Linked DNA regions of Gasterosteus aculeatus: region 2 is linked to region 1. A link is a contact called in public Hi-C data. All regions are on one chromosome and are shown on one strand. The core of a region is the stretch at or near the end of the contact, and the rest is flanking DNA. Distances in the headings are between cores, read along the strand shown. Region 1 has its middle 40 kb from the start of hmx2. Region 2 holds the start of hmx3a (H6 family homeobox 3a).

What was found. Hi-C and Micro-C count contacts between places; a contact is called where the count stands out from the background.
Region 2: a contact with region 1 is called in a Hi-C map of skeletal muscle, with 6 times the contacts expected there. The contact joins the promoter of hmx3a here to the enhancer-like site in region 1. A contact is called at or near these places in 3 of 6 Hi-C or Micro-C datasets (skeletal muscle and whole body).

What each region holds. Positions count from the first base shown.
Region 1 is chr6:14,596,879-14,599,501 of fGasAcu3.hap1.1, forward strand. No RefSeq gene overlaps it. Among protein-coding and RNA genes, the nearest start is that of hmx2, 40 kb to the right of the region's middle. Within about 2 kb of position 1,318, at least 2 of the 9 cell types and tissues checked have open chromatin away from gene starts, as enhancers often do.
Region 2 is chr6:14,644,801-14,647,423 of fGasAcu3.hap1.1, forward strand. hmx3a (H6 family homeobox 3a) reads right to left here and starts at 1,336. Exons shown (of 3, transcript XM_078104686.1): 1 at 1,025-1,336; 2 at 650-953. The coding sequence starts at 938.

The DNA of each region.
Region 1 (2,623 bases), core at 68-2,567:
CTGACCATGTCCGGGACGAGGGCTCAAAATGAAAAAGACGAAGGGATGAATGTCCGGAGGTGTGGCCTGGTAGCGTCCTCGCATCCAGCCGGCGGACGGGTCTACTCAACTTGAGACAAGCCAACAGCTCCTTCACATACCGCCACAGAAATGAAATCCACAAGGACTTTGATGAGTGAAAGTGCATCGACTTCATAGTCATATTTCATCTCAGGCGTTTCTTATTGGAGCAACGGCGCAGCGGATGTGAGGCTGTGAAATTTCCAGTAAAAAGTGTAATGTTTTTTTTTTCTTTTTTAACGCACTTTCAGATAATAAATTGATATTTCGATTAGATGGGCTTTATTCGTGACCACTCAGGAAACAAATACACCGCATGAAACAAAATATTGAAAGGAAAGACTCCACATTGATTTTTCTTTTTTTATTTCTCATGGAATAAGAAGAAGAAGCCCATAGCTACAATGCACTAAAAGGACTAAAAGAGCTACGCTAAACAGATATGCCCTGTTTGTGTTACTGTAGTTTAAAATGTCATAGCTGGTAAACCCAGAAATTCTCCAGGTTCAGTCGATTTTGATGTCACAATATTCTGGGTTATTGGTTTAGAACTTTAAAAATTGGTGTTGAGGGATATTCAGTTAAGATGGGAATCTTCCAACAAGCAGATGCAGACGATCCACTTGTGATGACCTGTGTTCCCATTCTTAAGATAACTTGAAAAGATAATACGCCTTATTCCAGAGAGCATTTAATTATACTGCTTGTTGGCAGTGTTCATTTGGAGGATACATGGATTGGTAGCCTGTAAGTAGAGGCAGCTGAGGGAGGATTGGGTGTATCACAGACACCTGATCCATCCCCAGGCGCACTTTTACAGCCTCAGAAATGAGACACATCTTTGATTTGCTTGCCCAGTAACAGACGGAGACATGAAGGAGCTCTGGTCTCGGCCCCTCTCGGAGGTGCCAAATATTCACCAGCTGAGAAATGGACACAGGCTCCCTCCCGACACGTCGTTCTTTGCTCCATGCCATGCTGGGTTACTAGGAGAAGGGGGGTGGGGGGGATGTCAAAAAGGTGATTGTGCCAGTGTTGTCATGGTTCAAAATCATTATTGAAGCGATGATTTCATAACTGCAGAGTTGTCTGATCAACAATGTTCTTCATTGGTTTCTCTATCATAGCGACAAGCCATCTTTTTTTCCTCCCTTTGTAGGTTTGAAAACACAGACAGACGCTCAGACACGGTTCTTGTTTTTTTTGGGTTCCGTCACCCCCTCGGGCCTCCTCTTGGCTTGTCAACACGAAGGGCACGACAGGTCTGTGAACAGGTTGAGAGCCTTTTGCCGCCGGCTGCCCAGCGTATGGAAGTATGATTAGACAACATATTCAGAGGAAAGATAAAACCACTATGGGAAAATATTTAGCTTTTGATGGGCCGATAGGAAAGTGTCAAAGATATGTTTCAATCTGGAAAGGTTACACATTTGATGTCTCCGTGCAGGATTTAATGACTGCTGTTACAGTTGGTGCCTTGAGCAGACCAAACAGGTTCTGCAGAGTGATGTGATGTCAAACACAATGGAGCTTTGTGAGGACTGTAAAAATGTATGAAAATTTATAAATAGTTTTTCTAATCCCCCTAATGTTATGTAACCCTGTTGATGATAGCTAGCCCTGTATTAGTGTAGCGTAAAGTGATTAATAGTGCAGTTAATTTATAACGAAGAAAAAGGCTAGCTGCAGTTAATTCATATTAATTAACATAATTAATATAAATTAATTAATTAACTATATTTAAAGATACTTTTTCAGTGAAATATAGCACCTACACTTAGTCCGGTTAAAAAAAAAAAAATCGACTTCATGAATATTAATGATTATCAACTTTCCATTTAAATGAAATTAAAGTTATTTGTAGCCAGTAGTCTCACTGATAACTAAACCCAGCAGATATTAATGAATATGTCACTAATTTTGACTGTTTACTAAAAGGTCCCATCATGGCGTGGTTTTATGCGCCTGTCTGCTGTTGTGTACGGTTGCAGTCCAAACAGACAGTTTATCACATTAATGCCGCGCCGCCGCTCCTTCATCTCCACGGATGAATCATGGCTCAATTGGCTCTAACGAGCGCGTTGGTTTATAACGACCTTTTCCTGGCAAAGTGGGTGAGGCGAGTGGTGGGAGTTTCAGGACCGGGCAGTTGGAGCACAAGACTCCTGTTGCTGTTTAAATTCGCTATAAAAAAGGTTTCACATCTTCATACATAAATTTGACAATCTGCCACATAAACCGAGGGAAATGCCAATTCCGCCCGATGGTTCCGGTCCTCTGTGACCTTTCCCGCTGCGGCCTGAGAGTCAGCAGTGATGAGTCAGGAAGGCGGATGGAGGGACGGCGAGGGTTGCTCCTCCTCCAGACAGTCTGCCTCCACCCTGTGAACATGAAGCGGTGCGGTCGGCTAATGTGGCCGGGGAGAAAGCAGCGGAGCTAAGATGTCATGTCTGTCCGTCGGCTAACAATTAAACGTGGCACCCTCAAGCCGATCAATTTGACTTTGAGGCTTCAGGTTTTAACTCCTCACTCATCTCTTTTTTGTCTTCTGCAGTTTTATTAT
Region 2 (2,623 bases), core at 86-2,585, 48 kb after region 1:
AAATAGTTATGCTTGTATTTGTTTTGTTTAATTCCAACAAAAAGATTGATGTCCTAATTAAACGCGTTTAAAAAAAAGCCCATTTATTCTTTACATGACACACGCGTTTTAAATCCACCCTGAATAAATCACGGGAACAGCCATGTGAACACGCAAGTGGGTGACCGAGCCTGTGGGGTGAGACGTTCCCAGTGGGCGCCAACAGACAAATCAAAAGCACGCCGCGCATCGTCACCCTCACCCGGTGATTTGAAGACGTCTGCTTCATTTTATGCACAGCGTGTCCGTGTTTTTTTTTTTTTTTTTTTTAGATCTATTACTAAAAAAATAGCCCCCCCCCCCATCGAGGACACGTCGTCAAATTGTTTTTTTTCCACTGCGGTGCTGTAACGACGGAACACACGGCATCCCCTATGTCCCATCACCCAAAACGCACCATTTAACGAGGACGGTCCGAGTGCAGCGTCTGGTATCTGACTCAACATGACGTGTCACAAAACGCACACGGGTCGTTGTGCGGAAATTCACATTGATTTTTATTTAGGAAAAATAACTGATCAAGAGTGCGATACAGAAGAGTAAGTTGGACAATCCGCGCGTGCGTTTAATATGATAAACAGTCTCGTTTTGTTCTGTCTGTCGGTCTTACCTTCGGTTCTGTGGAGGTGGGAGGATGAGCTCAGGGCGTAGGGGTACCACCACGCCGAGGTGCGCTCCAGGTAGTGAGCCGGTAGACTGAATCTCTGCGCGGGCAGGTCGAAGCGCGGAAAGCTGAATTCCCCCACCTGGGAAAATGAAAATCCTCCCTCCAAAGCCGCCTTGGTTGCGGCCAGAACGGGCTTCGGTTTGGACGGTTTGCTATCGCAGTTCAGCAGGTTCTTGATGAAGAAAGGAGAGTCCTTGGCCGAAGCGCACGTCTCTTGCGTTGTCTCTGGCATCGCTGTGTTTGCGGTCTGAACGCAGAAGGACCACGGAAGCAGGAATTAAAAGAGAGAAGAAAAAAGAAAAGGCAAGGCTCACTTACACGCAGTCGGTGTACTGGCTTCCCAGTTCCTCTTTTACTCTTCTCGTTGATTTAACACCCGCAGAGCGCGTCAAAACACGCGTCCTTCTAGACTGAAGAAGTAATCAAATAAAAGGTTTGAGCGCTAACAAAAAAAAAAAAAAAAAAAAGTAAATGAAAGATGCATAAGCATGAAGATGTGTCATTCCGGGCTCTTTCGTCAAAACGCAAACTGTGTCCACCGTGTCAGTCAGGCTGTTGCTAATGATGAAATAAAAGTGTCATCCAAGTTAAATGCGGAAAGTATAGGCGATTGGGCATGTACAATGGCAAATGGGATTAAGGGAGAGACGGTGGAGGAGAGAGAGAGAGAAGGAGAGAGAGAGAGGCAGAGAGAGAGGGAGGGAGGGAGGGAGGGAGGGAGAGACCGTCCTCCCTCTGTGCGCTCTGGCTGCAGGCTGTAAGCACTCGCCTGATATTGGTCTCATTCAGTCCAATTAGGCAGCAAATCAACACAAGGCTGTTAGCGCCAAAAAGGAAGGTTTGGGAGAAGCGCCTCATCCAGTCAGACACTGATCGACTGAACAAGGTTATATTTGTAGTCCAGTGTTTTTATATTTATTGATACGGGTTTCATTAATAAACCACTTTAAACCAGGCTGCAGGTGTCTTTCAGATTTTTTAAATTCAGATATGTATCAATATAATTAAGATATATATTTTTTTATGTTCATCAAAACCTAAGTAGCTGTTATTTAAATAAATTAAATAATAATAATAATAGTATTCATCCCGTATGGGAATTAAACTGAAATTGTGAGACGAACAGGTAAGCGTTGTAACATCCATCCTCCATCCGCATGTCCAAAACAACATTGCAGATAAAGTTGTATGTATAGTCGAATAACCCCAACGTCAGAATACTTCTAACACGGTATGAAAGAGGCCTGAGATCAGGCACCAGCTCCTCCACGTGTCACCAATGGGCGATTAGATTCATATTTCTAATTCATTGATTTTCAGCGAGGGCCACTTCCACAATGTCTGCTGGTCGCACAGTCATTTATTCCCCCCTAATCGATTCGCTTAATTTATCCCTCAGATTGCACTCTTTGTAAGTGTGCTATGTATATTCACTCATTGATATTAATTGACTTGTTAAAAAAGTAGTCCGTTGGTCGGAAGCTGGTGTTGCGGAAAGACTGGGAGACAGCGCCCTCTGTCGGTCCAGGGGAGGAAATGCAAGCGTAAAGACTGTGTGTTAGGTGCTTACATTTACCACTTTGTGAGGACGAAAGTATTCATCACACTGTCACATGATGGGGACTCATCTTAAATCTGGTCCCCATAAGGTTAACTACTAAGTGTCAAGGTATATACTGTAGATTTAGTTATAGGGTTGCAGGTTGGCATGTAGGACTACAAGAAATTCATGCAAGTTCATGCATTGTCCTCCAAATGGACTAAAAAGTTTGTGTGCCATCTGACTAATATATTTGTCCTCTAGAGCATGCGTGAGCCAAGGGAGATGTAGTCATTTCAGTATTGAATCATCATCATCATCATCAGTTCAGTTCAGTTCCCTAAAGACATTCATTATGTGATATGCAGCCATAATAG